2 separate regions of the Mus musculus genome follow, and region 2 is linked to region 1. A link is a contact called in public promoter capture Hi-C data. All regions are on one chromosome and are shown on one strand. The core of a region is the stretch at or near the end of the contact, and the rest is flanking DNA. Distances in the headings are between cores, read along the strand shown.

The links. Promoter capture Hi-C pulls out the DNA fragments that hold promoters and counts their contacts.
Region 2: a promoter capture Hi-C map of pre-B cells shows a contact between it and region 1, with 5 times the contacts expected there. The contact joins the promoter of Ccdc71 here to the promoter of 4930429P21Rik in region 1.

What each region holds. Positions count from the first base shown.
Region 1 is chr9:107,350,483-107,358,417 of GRCm38.p6, reverse strand. 4930429P21Rik (a long non-coding RNA gene) reads left to right here and starts at 4,360. Exons shown (of 5, transcript XR_003948243.1): 1 at 4,360-4,683; 2 at 6,315-6,405; 3 at 6,927-7,001; 4 at 7,100-7,204; 5 at 7,490-7,935.
Region 2 is chr9:108,457,381-108,465,315 of GRCm38.p6, reverse strand. It overlaps Ccdc71 (coiled-coil domain containing 71), which reads right to left and starts at 4,763. Exons shown (of 2, transcript NM_133744.5): 1 at 4,699-4,763; 2 at 1-2,378. The coding sequence starts at 2,326. The coding sequence ends at 1,025. Gm51295 (predicted gene, 51295) reads right to left here and starts at 6,222; the gene lies at 6,156-6,222. It also overlaps a transcript of Klhdc8b not described here.

The DNA of each region.
Region 1 (7,935 bases), core at 3,111-5,610:
TCTAGATCCCCCATGACTTTGGACAGGCCATTCAACTTCCCTGAAAGCTGGCTCCGGATGGTATAGCTGATTCACTTCGGGCTTTAGTAGAAAGTGGGGTGACACATATGTTTGTTACCATGCTAAGTGTGGCACCAGCGATGCCTGACCCCCTGAGCCCGGGACCTTCTCGAGCTGTCTTTGCACTAGAAGGAGCCACCCTCCAGAATAAAAGAACAGTAGCTGCATGCATTTAGTGGAGGCTCTCTGCTTACTTAAAATACCCTAACTCATATAGTTCCCATGAGGCAAGAACCACTTATCCAACACTCCACTCAATAAAAAGCTCTAAGCGCTTACTAGGCACCGGGCTCTACCCTGGAGGCTCAGGCTTCAACGGCAGCTACTCATCCTGACCCAGGCCCACTCCAGACCTGCTCCTGGCAGACAAAGCGGGCAGCTTTTGTACACCAGCTGCCAGGACCTCTGAAATGCCTTCCAAAAATCACCAGGGCCAAATTTCAGTCAAGGAACTCCTCTCCCAGTTCCAACCCCGCCATTCCCACTCATCACCCCTATGCCATCCTTCAACCCAATAATCTGGACATGTACTGCCACCTGGTGGTCAGAGTGGGAATGGCTCCAAACCCAGTCGCTGCCTCCTTCAATCAACAGAACTTGCTTCTTTCTAACTCACTCACCACTTAGAGGATAGGAGCTGGGGACACGGGTGTGGTCTCAAAGCAATGTCCAACAGATTCCTCTCTAGCAGCACTAGTCCAGGCAAGGTGATTTAGAAAGGGAAGCAGAATGGGAATGGTGTGTGGTGCGAGCCCCACATAGCAATGTGCTCCGTGTTTGCAGGGGAGATCACCATTGTTAGTGGCCTGCCTCTGAAAAAGTTCTCTATCCACTGTTACTTGTTATCTGTCCCAGCTGATATACCGCTATGGCTTTCTATCAAACTCTTGCCCCATCCAGAAGTGATGGGTCACCCCTGTAGTCTCCTGTGACATCACCTGTATCTTTCCTCACTTCCTGGTGAGGGATGCTGTCATTGCTCAGAGCCTTACTGCCTCTGCTCTCCTCACAGAAGGGGTTCCTCCAAGGCCAGCCCCACCTGTGCCCACCAGCACAGAGGACCCTGTGTGGACAAGCTGAAAGTGACCAAAGAGAACAGACAAATGGATGGGTGGGAGCAGCTCTCGCTTCTGAGAATGTTCTTTCCTTCTTTGGGAATTTTGGCAGTGAGCTCTGGGGTTAACCTGCCTGGGGTCAAGTTCAGACCCTGCTGTATGCTAGGCACACCTATCGTTTTGTGCCTTTGTTTCCCTCTGTGCAATCTGGGCACACAAAGGATGCTCACTGGGTTACTAGGAGATCAAATGGCTCTGTCTCTGTCTGAGGGTATTCAGGAGGCTCCCACACTCTCACTCTGCAGGACCTCACTATACCTAGGCTTACCTAGGCTTATGGGTGGCATTTTATGGACTTATTATTGAGCTGATGGTAAATCTCTTTTTTTTTAAAGATTTATTTATTTATTATATGTAAGTACACTGTAGCTGTCTTCAGACACACCAGAAGAGGGAGTCAGATCTCGTTACGGATGGTTGTGAGCCACCATGTGGTTGCTGGGATTTGAACTCCAGACCTTTGGAAGAACAGTCGGGTGCTCTTACCCACTGAGCCATCTCACCAGCCCCGGTAAATCTCTTAAATGTCTCAAAATCTGGTGTCCTTGGCTTCCTTCAGCAAATGAATCTTTCAGTGAATGCCAGGTAGGCAGGGTTTGGCCCACTTTGTGACTCTCTGGGTCCTGCAGTCTGAAGGCAGGAGAGTAGAGGGGGATCTGCTGGACCCTGACCAAGAGAGAAAGGGTGGCAGCATGGGTAGGGGGAGGTGAGAGGGGCATTCAGGGCATAGAGGTAAGGGGTTCACGCTCTAGTTGGTGGCAGTGCAGTGCCAGTTCATGAGAGAGAATGGTCGGGGTTGAGGAGAGCAGAGGAGAGGAGAGGAGAGGAGAGGAGAGGAGAGGAGAGGAGAGGAGAGGAGAGGAGAGGAGAGGAGAGGAGAGGAGAGGAGAGGAGATTATGGGAGGAAAGAAGTGGGGAGGGGAAGGGAGGAGACAGGGGAGGGTGGGGAGAGGGGGGAGATCAAAGGACAAGGCTAGAAGACAACTCTTGCTTGGGCCAACCCAAAGGACTTGTCTGATGCTGTCAGTGCCTGGAGCTGCCAGCAGGTGGCATCATAGTTGCTATGAAAAATTATAAGGTAGATTGGACTCTGCGTCCCTGCTGGGGACCTGTCAGGCTCCAGAACCCCCACTTCTAGACCTTATCTGTCTGGAATTTCCCAGCCCAGCTGGAAGACTTAGACTCCCAGTCTGTGGTCAGGATCTCTTGTGCAGTGCAGGTAGGTGACCCTCTGCCTCCCGGATGGGACAAGCATGCAGAATCTCGAAAATTAAGGGTGACTGGGATCACCACACCCTTCCCTACTCCTGGATCAAGTACTCTGGGGCCAGAGTTGCCAGCCGCCAATACCTACCCCATGCCCTTGAGTTGAGGGGCGCTGTGGATATTTGTGGGTTTCCCCATTGTAGGTGAGGCTTCTCCTCTGAGCCAACTTTCCAGGCATAAACTCCGACTCTTTTCTGACCTGCTGCTCAATGCCTTTTTGTGCTCATCTGGGTCAAGGGGAGTTGGCTTTCTATTTGATGGGGCAGGAGGTGTCAGTCTGATCAGAAAATGTCCTGGGGAGTAAGAAGCCGGCAGCCTTCCCGGGTATCAGCTCTACCAAGAGCCAGGCATTCCCAAGCCGTCCCCCTGCCATCCTGCTTCCCGGCTGTGTGGCTCTGGATCGGTCCCCGTGCCTCTCTGACAAAGGAGCAGAAGGACAGGGTGGATGGACAGACATGGAGTGTAGCAGGTGCTATGCATCGGGCTGGAGGTTGGGTGCAGGACATGAGAAGTTACTCTCAGGTACTATGCCTGGCTCCTTTTTTCCCCTCTTCCCCTCCTCAATTTTGTCTTCCTCCTTGTTTTGGTTTTAGATAGGCTTTTCCTATGATGGAGTTCAGCTGGGTCTCGAACTCACAATCCTACTGTCTGTGCCTCTAAAATGCTGGGGTGGCAGACAGACACATCATGCTCGGCTTCCCTTTGCCTTGTTTTAGTCAAAATCGAGAACCTATTGGCTGGGTCAAAGATGAAAAGCCAGGTGAGTCTGGAAGAGAAAGGCTGAGGGTCCTGAGGGATCATAAGAGCAGTCGGGTGAGGGGTGACCAGGGGAAGTCATTGTGAGGGTGACCTGTACCAGGATTGGGTGTTTTCCTGTCCTCCCCTTCCAGGTCACAAGGCAGCCCCCTGAGTTGTGACATCCAGCAGGATCATAGCCATGGCAAGACACAGATTCCAGCCCCACCAGTGCAGGCAGCTGGACTCTGGGCCTTCATCCAACCTTCAGCCTTTGCCTAAGCCTGTCTTCTGCCCTCCTGGGTCATGTCAGATGGGTGCCTGGGTACCAAGCAGACAGGTTTCCATCTATTCTCACCATCTTGACTCCTCTAGGCTCATAGGTGCCAGGCCTCTAAGATGATTTTGCTAAGTCCCCTTCCTTGGACAGCTTCTGAGGGGTTAGCTCTCATCTCCAGCTTTAGATCTAAGGGGCTCCAGGATCCAGAAAAAAAGCTTTAAATTGTATGACTGCAGAAGTTCGTCCCCAGGCTGTGGATGAGGGACCTACTGTGCTGGGTTTCCAGCTGCCTCTGAGATGGGAAAGCCTGAGTGGTCACCACAAGGGAATCTGTCTGGACTGTGAGATCTTCTGGGTACCACGGAGCTTGCTAGGAGAGAGAGCTAACTTCCACGGGATTTCTTGGGAAAAGTCATAGGCTGGCCAGAGCCATACCCACATCCTGGCCAGCAAGCAGAAAGAGAAAGTGACTGGGCATGTATGTCTCTGTGCCTTCTCTAGGCAGCCTCCCCTGACTAAAACTTTGGAAGCAGCTCTGGTCAGTACCCTTTCTCTAAGCCAGCAGAGTGGGTCCTGAAAGGCAGGCTGTCCCTCACATGTCAGACACACAGAAAATGCTTGCTTCAGCCTGTGCTCTCTGAGTGAGGTCTGGAAGAAAGGATGCCACATGTCAATAACTCTTGTGTCAGGATCTGAGAGCTCCCCTCCCTACTCCCCCACCCCCACCCCCCACCGCATCCCACTGCACTATAAACAGGCTGACTGAAGAAGTGCTCGTAGAAGCACCCAGATGGACTGAAGGAAGCAGTGTGTGTGTGTGTGTGTGTGTGTGTGTAGCTTTGCAAAATAGAACCTAGCCCAAATCTCAGCCTCTGGGACAATCAAGGTGGGTGGTAAGAGGGATGTCTGGAGCACTGTGATGTCAGACCTGAACTCTCAGAGGAATCTTGAGGCCTGCCAGTCACCTGATAGACCAAAGCACCTGGTGCCAGGGAGAATGGAAGAGGCAGTGGGTGCCTGGCCCAGGGACCCTCCTGTCTTGCTCTGGGCCAGGCCAAGCCTCTGATGGAGAGGTCTAGGCTGGAGATCATGTGGTGATGTGCGTGGGAGCCTCAAGAAACATCTCCCAGAACAGAGAGCTTGGTACCCAATATTCTCAGCGGGGTGCGGCAGGAGGCAAGAGAGAGGAGAGAGTCCCAGCCTCTCTCCAAGCTTTCTACCTACCAGGTAAGAGAAAGTCAGCCTCTCTCCAAGCTCACCACCCTCCAGGCAGATTCTCGGTCTTTTTCAAACCCTCCACAGCCCTAGAACTGGCCTGTTTACATTTCTGACCACTTTGGGTAATGTTTGCTGTTGTCACCTTTTAGGCCACTGTGAGGATCTGTGTCTCCCCTATGTGGATCCACCAGGAAATATTATTTAGAAGGTTCATTTGTCTGGCGGAACTCGGAATCCAGGGGCCAGTGAGAAGCTTAATGGGCTCCGGGACTCACTAGTGACATCATCAGCATCCTGGACCCCCTCCTGCCCTGCTAGCCCCCCTGCACATTCTAGAAACTACACACGGTGGGGGACACTAGGGAGGACGTCCTCCTGTGACCGATTCTCTCTGCTTCCAAGCTAGTAGGAGTTCAAGCTGTCTGGAGGTTGCAACTAAATATAAGGACTAAGCTATGCTGGGTATTTTTATGCCAACTTGACACAAGTTAGAGTCATTTAGGAAGAAAGACCCTCAGTTGAGAAGACCCCCCATCCCTTTGGTTGGTAGACAAGCCTGTGGTGCAGTTTCCTGATTGGTAATTGATTTGGGAAGGCCCAGGTCACTGTGGGTAGTGCTACTCCTGGGCAGGTGGTCCTGGGGTGTATAAGAAAGCCGTTGAGTAAGCCATGAGGAGCAAGTCAGTAAGCAGCACCCTATATGGTGCCTCTGTACCGACTCCTGCATCCAAGCTCCTGCCATGACTTCTTTCAGTGATGGGCTACAATGTGAAACTGTAAACTGAAATCAAATCCTTTCCTCCTCGCCAAGTTGTTTATGGTCCTGGTGTTTCACCATAGCAACAGAAACCCTAAGACACTAGCCCAGGCGGTAACTTACTGATCAGAGCTAGCCTGAGCCATCAGAGATAGAATCCCTAGCCTTGGAGAAAGACCACCCCTCCCAGCTTCCCCTGCCTGCAGGTTCCAGCTTCTCAATGCCAGATATAATATAGAAACCAGACTTCTGGGGGACCTCAAAGGGCTCTAGCTTCCCACCTCCTACTGGTCCCTGTTTGACATACAGGGATCTCAGGTCTGCTGTTCAGGGGTCCAACCAAGTTCCAAGGATGTCACGTTCCTAGATGTACCGTGAGAATTGAGAAGTGCAAACTGGGATGGTCTGAGAAGCAGGCTGTTTAATGCACAGTCCTGTGCCTGGAGCAGGGGCTAGGGGAGGAAACTGTCTTCTCAGGTAAGTCTCAGCACCTTTGACTCCTACCCAGTTTGTAATGCCTCTCTTGAATGAAGGCTCTAGCATTCACTGGGCTTTGCTCTTGGATTCTTGAAAAAAAAATTTATTTGTTCTTTGTAAAATCATCTGTATGCACAGGATTGTACACACACAAGTGGACATGCCTCTGGAGGCAGGAAGAGTGGTCCTCTGGAGCTGGAGATACAGGGGTTGTGATCCACCTGACATGGATGTCTTCTGCCAGAGCACTACATGCCTTAACCACTGAACAATCTCTCCAGTCCGTCTCGAAGATTCTTATTTTAACCATGCATGTTTGCTTCCCATCACCTTGGAGGCCTGGAGAAGGAGGGTTACCCAGATGTCCTTAAGGAGTCCTGTCCCTGACCTTGATCTGTCTCTGCAGGACCCAAGTTAAGGAGTAAGGGCCAGTGACCACTGCCTACTAGCTCTGAGGGTGAAGTGAGCTGGCATGCCAAGGACAGCCCTAGTCCCAGGTGGGATGGCATCTGCTTTTATCATACTTGGTCACACCTAAGGGACTCCATGCTTTTCCCTATCCTCTTCCTCTCTCTGCACCTGGTGCTCACAGACTCTGCTCCTTTCTCAGTGTTGATGGCCTCTCATGAGTGCCCTCTGGGAAACCACAGCTGTCTCACCTGTAGTTATCCCCCAAGTCTTGAGCCCTCAGAGGCCAGGATGTCCTGGGGGTTCCCTCAGGCACTCTGTGAGAAGCCCCACTACACACACACACACACACACACACACACACACACACACAGAGAGAGAGAGAGAGAGAGAGAGAGAGAGAGAGAGTCCTGTCAAAGGAGCATAGCTTCACAGGCTATCAAAGAGACAGCTTCTTCCTGGGCCTTCCATCACCCCATGCCCCATGCATTCCCTGGCTTAACCTTTGGCCTTTCTATTTAGCTGTAAATATAAAGATGTGGACACATAGGGCCCTCACTCATAATACTTCTCATTTTCCCCCCACTTGTCATCTTTCTCTTCCATACAGAATGAAGTACAGTGTGGGTGGGTTCGCTGATGGGATGCTGGACTAGAGGGAACTGTTTCTAGCAGTCTGCAGAAGGTCAGAGCACTGCAGGAGAGCGTCCCTTTACATTCCGAAGGCATCCCCACTGTCTGTCTGCCTGCAGCCGGGCAATGGGATTACTTTGTCCACTCTAGCTCCAAGGTGACACTTCACTGTATTAAACAAGAGAAGGACTTCTTTGAAGGCGCCCATCCACATCCACCTGATACCACCCACTTCCAGCCACCGCTGCTGCTCTGGTTGCTATTCACAGAGAGATTTCATGCATGGGGGGGGGGGAGGAGAGGGAGAGGGAGGGGGAGAGGGAGGGGGGAGGGGGGAGGGGGAGGGAGAGGGAGAGGGAGGGGGGAGAGGGAGGGGGGAGGGGGAAGGGGGGAGGGGGAGGGAGAGGGAGGGGGAGGGAGAGGGAGGGGGAGGGAGAGGGAGGGGGAGGGGGGAGAGGGAGAGAGAGAGAAAATGTGCAAGCGATTGCTTGTAGAGAGTGGGGAGGGCCTTCTTAAGAGGGACCCAATTGCCAATTTCAGAAGCAGCAATGGGGGCAGTTCTGTCCATTCACCACTGAGGACAGCCAGGAGAGTCCCCTAAGGTTTGATTCCTCAAGAAGAACAGAACCACCGAAACCTTTCACCTCAATATCAATCAATCCTACAACCTGGGAAAGACACGGGAATTTGGGAATCTGCATTTTCCTCAGAGAGTAGGAAAAAGATCTAGGAAACAGGACAATGTGGGTAGAAGGGATAAGTTACTGTGAAGGCAGAGTCTATGAGTAGGTGGCCTGTGTCACCATATAGCACCCTGTGCCCATCACTGCGCCAAACCCACCCCTCAGGAAAAGGCCTGGATCATGCAACAAAAGCAGTAGGGCTTCATCTACACCGCTCATCATGCCTGGTCCCTGGGTGTTACCCTTGCTCCCAGGCGCTTTCTTCAGGATACCAAGAGTCGGCAGCACCCACATTCCTGAACC
Region 2 (7,935 bases), core at 3,514-6,013, 1.1 Mb before region 1:
CTCAGCACTACCTTCCAGCCTGAGCAGCTGCTTCCACTGAGGGCCCAGCTTCTCCAAAGCAGAAGCTACCAATGTCCAATGTGTACGGGTCACGTTAGGGGACATGGTGAGGCTGGACCCCGGAGAAAGATGGAGCCTGTGGAAATGAGTCAGTCCCTGGTTCCATCACCCGTTACCACAGAGAAAATGCTCTGGACAGTAAGGAAGGTTTTGTGGTCCAGATTCAGAGCCTAGCCTCTTGTCACCAATTGGGAAAATTGAGGCTAGTCCCTGTAAAGCAGAAAAGAGGCACTTCAAGCCTCTTAAGTATGTTTCCTCCGCCAAGAGAAGCTCAGGCAAAACCTTAAAGCTGGGCCTCCGGAGAGCAACACCACAAAGACTTCTTTCCCTGGCCTAAAAACCTGCTTGGTGCCGGATTTCCCACTGAGCTGCAAACAATTTTGAATCAGGCCCATCTGGTTCAAAACTGGGACATTCGAGGAGAGGTAGTGGCTCTAACCCTCCCCTCAGGATCTCTCTCAACACATTCCCAGAAACCAGCACCTGATTTTCCCCATATCTCTCCAGAACCCCGAGAACATCACTTTAATGTCACCCTATCATTTAAATTGATGACCTGCTTCAAGCTACCAGGGCACTCTCTCCAAGCCTGCTCCTAGACTCCTGATAGCCTCTTGCCACTAACTCCCACACACCAAAAAAAAAATTTTTTTTTTTTTGATAAATAAGACCATGGAGGGTGAGCAAGGAGACCGCAAGGTGGAAAGGTATAAAACATGATAGAATGAACGTGGACATACAATCTGAAGAACAAGTCACAGTGCACTGAGCCATGAGAACACCCCTCCCGCAAACCACCCCACCCAAATCCTCCGTTTCTGAAAGGATGTTGGTGACCAGTCCCGAGGTCCCCAGGATCCGGGAAGCAGCAGGGTCCTGAGCACTACACAATGCACTGGTCACACAGACAGCTCCGCTGTTTTCCCAAGTACTGCTGCAAGGGCTTGGGATGTTGAGTATGGGATCAAAATGGTAGCAAGGGCTGGAGCCATACCACGGGAGAGAGATTCACACGGAGGATCTGCTGGGCACACTGTCGGACCTCGTCATCTGAGCACTTCCTGTCTACCTTTATGGTCTGGGACTTTCGAGGTTTTGCCGTTCCAGGCCCCAGCCACACCTTAGGAGGTCGGGGCACACACCGTGCTCTCTTCTTAGGAGGAAGACCCTTGGTCTCCTCGGCCTTCTTCCTCTTCCGCCCCACAGTCTCAGAGCTGTTTTTCCGGTTTGCCCTTCCAGTTCTGGTCTGAACCGATCCCTTTGGCTTTCCCTTGTGCTTGGTCTGGGCTGCTTTGGCCTTGGCCTGGATTACCTTGTCTTTTGCCTTGTCCCTCACCACAGCGGCCTTGGCTTTGGCTCTGGCTGCCTTGGGCTTGGCCTGCTTTGCTTTGGCCCTGACCCTTACTGTCTTGGTCTGGGTTTGAGCCACACTGGCATGAGCGCGAGCAGCTTTGATCAGGGTTTGAGATGCCTGGGCCTGGACAGTTTTGGGGCCCAAGGCAGAGCACCCTTTCCTTTGGGCGCCGTTGCTTTGGGTTCCAGCGCCTCGTCGGAGACCAGCCCCAGGGCCTTTGCTAGTCAGATGTTTGAGGCCCTTGCTTGTGATTTTTCGGGGTGCTTTGGACTTTGGGTTCCCCGAAGCTTTCCTCACTTTCAGGGGAGACTTTGCAAGTGACAGCTGCAGTGACTGTGCCCCGTGCTTAACGTCCAAGCAGGGAGTCTTGAGTGGGACCAGTGCTTCAAGGACCACAGAGAGCCGCATGGCTGGGTAGACGCCTGGATAGAGGTGGGCAGGGAAGCCTACTGTTGTACCACTGCTGTTGCTGGCACTCGACTGCTTCAGGGAGCTCAGCAGCAGGTTAGTGGTGGCATGCTTGGCTAGGGCTGCTGTGGACCCTTTAGCCAGCCTGCCAGACAGTGGCACAGGGAGCAAGGTGGTCCGGCCTGCAGGGACTGACACAGCAGTTTTGGGAAGTGACGTGGCAGGTGGGTTGATGGTACGAGCTTGTAGCTTTGTCTGGCTGGGGGGGCTGGCTGTGCATGAACTATAACCATAGACATCTCCACTTCGAAGAATGGTCGGTTGGAAGCCATCATCTCGCAGACCCTGGAGGAAGGCCACGAGCTGGGCCTCTGTGGCACTGAGATCCTGGCTCATGGGATTAAACACAAGCAGGGCCTCTTCCAGGGCTTTCTTCCCTGCCGTGGAGATACGTGACCACGAGTGCACAGCTTTCTCCTCCACAGGCTGCACTACCATGCTCATGGCATTGGGCACTGCAGGCTTGCCTGGGTATCCACAAACCAGCACTTGGCACCTCCAAAGCAAGAAGAAAAGAGTCGATGAGAATGGTACCAGGACACAGAGCTTAAAAAAAAAAAAAGGCAGGCGGCTTGAGCCAGGCTCCCTCCCTCTGCGACAGAAAGGCCTGGCCAGAATAAATCTCTCCAGGGTCTCCTGACCATCTCTACCACGTTGGGCCATTTCTTTGGGATATATGCTCAGAAGCACCTCAGACCATCTACCCTACCACCGGGCTTCTGTGGAGACTTAGATCTAGCTCGTTTTAATGCAATGGCATTTTTCTTTTCTGGCTTTAAGTCAAGGTCCCTCATCAGCTAGGCTGATCTCTAACTCTGTATAGAGCTGAGGCCAGCCTTGGACCCCCAGCCCCTCTGTCTCAAGTGCTGGGATTACAGGCAAGTGCTACTATCGCGCTTAGTTGATTAGTACAAAGGGTCTCACTACAGTACAGGTCTGGCTGTTCTGGAGTTTGCCATGAGGTCCAAACTGGCCTCAAACTCAGACTCCTCCTCCTGAAGCCTCCCAGCTGTTAGGATCACAAACGCGCGCCAAGAGCTCAGCTACATCCTACTCTTTCCTCTTTGACAGGGAGCTTGCTATGCTCCCGGTCTGGAACGTGTCGATGCACACGATCTGCTGCTCAGCTGCCCAACACTGTGCACTACCACGCCTGTTTCCTTTTGATTCTTTTCTTTCCTGGTGTTCTAAATATCTAGACTCAGTCCCAGGAATATAAGCAAATACCTCAGTCCTCAAAGAACCCAGTCCGGAAGTGAAGACACAGCTGCCATTAAAGGTTCTTAGAAGCAGATGGTGCTCTCCAAGCCAGCTTCTAATAGGTTAGGGAAGGACTCCTGGAAGCAGTAACATCTACCTATCTGTCTGCGTGCCAACCAAAAAAGGAGCAGGTACAAATGGAGCAAAAAGGGTAGCAACTCCTGCAGAGGCTATCAAGTAAAGAAGAGTACGGACCATATGGATGAAGGCCAGGCTGTAGCTGAGGAAGACAGACTAAGGCCTTTGAACATAGGCCCAAAGACCCAGACTTACACCACCTGATGTCCACCCCACCACTGTTCATCCAACTGCCAACGTTCCAGTGCAGGGGGTGGCTCATCTCCTTACCAGAGTCTATAGACAGGATACTCAGTGACCTGATTCCTAGCTCTAGTCTTGGAGTTCAAACCCAATATAAGACACAGACCCGCCCAAAAAAAAAAGACAGTTGCAAACATCTCTAAGGCAAGCAAGAGACCAGGCAACGAGACCAAGGAGTTCAAGGTTTGACGACAAAGGACAGGGAAAGATTCCAACTAGGAAGGTAGGCCAAGCCGTAGCGCTTAAAAGGCAACAGACCTTAGATGTTAGTGGTCCCAACAGATGCAGCTGTCTGGGACCACTCAAATCGTCCTATGCTTCCTTAAGGAAGCCATGGCTGTCACTCAGAAGTTACACCCAGCACTCCAACGCAGCATCTGAGGGCTTCCCGAGTCAAAAGGTAAATTCCCCAGCTGCACCGGAGCGTTAAAAGATCAGCTGGGATGAGACAGGTCCCTGGAGTCTAGGAGCCCGTCTGTGCCGCCGCTCTGCACAGCTCTAATGAAGCAGACACACAGTCCTCAGACTCCCCGGAGAAAGTGCCCTGGGGCTCTTTGTTTGGAAACATTCTTGGATCCTCAGGTGTCTGAGGCACTTCCCCTCCCCAGAGGATGCTCTTCAAGTACAATCCAAGTTAATGCTTTCATTTATTTATTTATTTATTTATTTATGTTTTGAATGGGTGGGCTATGAACTGTAGGACAGAGGGGGACGACCTACCTCCCACCCCAAACCTCCGGCGCTCATATTACGGGGCGGGGACCAAGGGGCTCTTTGCCTAGGTCATTCTGAGCCCATGGGAGGGAGGGTGCTTCTTGGCTCTCAAGAAGCTTTGTAAACAGAGGCTGCAGCCAGGCTGACTTTTGCCTTCACACATTCCTTTGGGGCCAGCACAGGAAGTTGACAGAAGACTGGGGGCGGGCATACTAATCGGGCGGACTGGGATCAGGGGCAGATCGGGGCCCTCAGGCGGGGAGACCGAGGCCCCGGGGCCTGAACGGCGACGGGGAGTCGGGGTTACGGCGGCGGCGAAATGTGTAAGGTGGGCAGTGGTCGCCCGACAGGATCCTCAGAACCCCCAGGGTGGGGTCCTGGGTAGGGGTGGGGTGTCTCGGCCAAGCCCTGGGAAAATGAGGATCCCGGAAGGGCCGGCCACCCAGTCCCTTCGCCCTGCCGCCCTGTGGCCTCATGGGCAGCCACTCCGCACCACCGCTAGGCCCGCGGCTCCAACCTACCGGCGCCGCCGCGGGGACCCAGGACGCACCTCTGCGCCGCCTCCGCCGCTCCAACATGGCCGCCTGCTGCGCGCCGGAAGTACACCGTGCTTCCGCTTCCGGGATCTAGCCCGCCTGGTGACCCTTGACCCCTAGAACTCTCCCCTCCCCCCCCAAGTCTGGGGGCGGAGCAGGTTGAGTACTTCGGAGGGCTGCCTGGAGGGGGTGGCCTCGGAGGTGACAAGTCCAAACCTATCTGATCCAGTATGGGAGCCTGTGCACATAGAAGGCAAAAGTCACAGGATCCCAGTCAGGATTGGACTAAGGACCACTTTTCTAAAATGTCCTGGTAATATAGGAGTCAAAGTGACTCCTGGCAAGCTCTATGCTATTCTACACCCCAGGACCTTACTCTTTCTCTGGCACCTGATCAGAAGAGAGTGTGCCTGACAGGGATTATCTCAGGAAAGTCCCCTTGTTTCACCACACAAGTACTTCCTGAAAGAGTAGCAGGCGCTCCTCTCCTGAGAATGGGCTTAACCCTGGCACACTGCATGAAAAGCTGGTATATACATGTAGGCACAAGTAATACACAGCAGCCTGGGGCTGTAGATGGCCAGTCTGTAAGTCACAGTACATCAATGTGGGCCTGAATATACTTGCTCAGGTATGTATACACAGTGGAGTGCCAAGATCTGGCTCAGCCAAAGCACCTCGAATGGCACAAAGTAACACTTTTCAGTCGTTACAGTGCCCAGAATCCGTTGGCTCTGTTGGCAAAGAGATTGCAAACTCAGTCCTACCTATGTCCTGTAGACAACACAAGATGGTTAGTTACAGAGCCCTCTCCTCAGCAGTATTTGAGGACACAGGTTAAAACTAACTCTAGGAATCTGAGACCTCAGATGAACAGTCAGCATATTTTCCAAACCTTGTCCTTTTTGGAGACAGTGTATCCCTACATAGCCCTGGATTCCTGGGATCAAAGGTGGCATGTGCTGCCATGCCTGGCTTCACAGCTTTAAGGAAAGGACCCCCTTGTCAGATGCTTCCTAGTCCAGTTTAGGAGGCATCAGGAAAGCTTTGGTTTCATGGATGAGGGAGTGAAGGCATCTGGACCTGTCTAAGAGTTTGGGGTAGGTAGACAAGGGTGTTTGAAGTGCTTCATGTGGGAGCTGGATACTAGCCTTCTTCCTCTTTTGTACGACTGAAAGATCCTTAGCTGTTCTGTGTTTCCCAGCCTATGTAGAGGGATCTGTCATCTTTAAAGATAAGTATCAACCACCCATCAATACCCAAGGCCTCACTTGATGCCTGTTTACTTCTCAGAGCTTTGGCACCGACAGGAGACTCCTGACAGTTTCTGGGTAGCCAAGTACCCAAGAGGAACCACAAAATCTGCGGGCAGTCTGGGGTCAGTACCTCCAGTCATTTCTCTTGGTAGAGAAAAAGGGCCTTATGGACCTACACCAGGATGAGCCATAACTATGCAAACAGAAGCCACTTCTGCCAAGAGGCAGAGCTTGGTGCCTTCCAGGCATAGTAGCAGGCCAGATGTGCTCTAGCAGGCCAAATGTGCCCTAGAAGGAGATTCCTCTCTTGCATTATCAAACCCAGAGGTCAGAGCAAAATGGAGGACAAGAAGGCTGGGTCCATTCTCTCTCTGTTCCTTCTCTCTATGGCTACTGAGGGAACGGTGAAAGTGAGGGAACCTAGCTATCAAAGGGGGATACACCTTGGTGTTACAACTGATGTGGGACTCTCATCAGAGCACAGCTGTCACTTGACCTGGTTCTTGACAGCTGCTGGCTCTACATCGGCGTAACCTGAGGCAGCGAGGTTGAGGTGGGAAGACACCTGAGGCATTTCCATGGTCCATCCCTTGCTCTCTACTTGACATCTTCCATGGTCATTGGTGAGGTGAAGCCACATCCATCTTATCGGAGACAACTGGTTGACCAGGTGGGTTAAGATACAGTTTGGGAAAGATTTGCTTTAATAGGTCCTACTTTGAAAAGCCAGAGCCGGGGCTGGAGAGATGGCTCAGCGGTTAAGAGCACTGACTGCTCTTCCAGAGGTCCTGAGTTCAAATCCCAGCAACTACATGGTGGCTCACAACCATCTGTAATGAGATCTGATGCCCCCTCTTCTGGTGTGTGTCTGCAGACATCTACAGTGTACTCATATAAATAAAATAAATCTTAAAAAAAAAAAGAAAAGAAGAGAAGAGAAAAGAAAAGAAAACCAGAGCCAAATCTGAGGTGTGAAATTGGGTTCCATGCATGGTAGGCCCTTTCTCCTCTGTGTGTGTGTGTGTGGAGGGGGGAGTGTGACTGTGGTGTGTGTGTGTGTATGTATGGTGTCTTTCTGTGTATGTGTGTGTGTGTGTGTGTGTGTGTAGGCCACTGTGTAGACTGCGAGCTCAGAGAGATCAGTTCTAGATTAAGGGTGTGTACTATCACACTCACGCTGGCCATCAAGCCTCAAGGATTTGCCTGCCTCCACCTCCCCAGGACTGGGATTATCACATGCACATCTGCCTGGCTTTTTAGTTTATTCTGTTGGTGTGTTTTCATTCTCGATACACCCACAGCCACTGAAGACAAGAAACACAAAGGAAAGGCCCTGGCTGCTCCTAAGGATGGAGAAGAAAGTTTATTGTAGGTAAAAAGGAGCTTGTAGGCAAAGACAGGGACATCTGGGAGAGCCCAGAGTAGATGTGACCCTGAGCCATGTGGGGAGAGGAGGAGGGGAAGCGAGAGGGAAGAGAGGGGAACAAGGTGCAAGCAGGCGAAAGGGCAAAAGATGAAAGAGGACAGGCAACCAAAATGGTTGGATTATATAGCAAGAGCAACCCAGCTGGAGGGGGTGGGGCAGGAGGTGGCTAGAAGGCAGACATGCCTTAGTTCCTACCCTGTAACAGGGACTAAGGGATGCTGGGAAACCTGGTAGCCAGGTCAGCGTTAATAGGTCAGGTTTAATACGTTAAGTACCTCAGTCATTTATCCCAGGTTTGAAACTTAACACACATCACTGGTGTTGAGGGGTCAAAGGGCAATGTTTGGGAATGGATTCCCTTGCTCTTCTACCTAGTGGTTCTCTGGAATCCAGCTTGGGTTGTCTGCCTGGTAGCAGGCACCTTTACCCTTTGAGCCAAGTCGCCAGCCTCCTCTCCTCCATATATATTAAAACAAAGTCGCAAGCTAAACCTGGACCTTCTCACCTGCCTGGTCCGGGTTACAGGCAGACTGGGGTCCC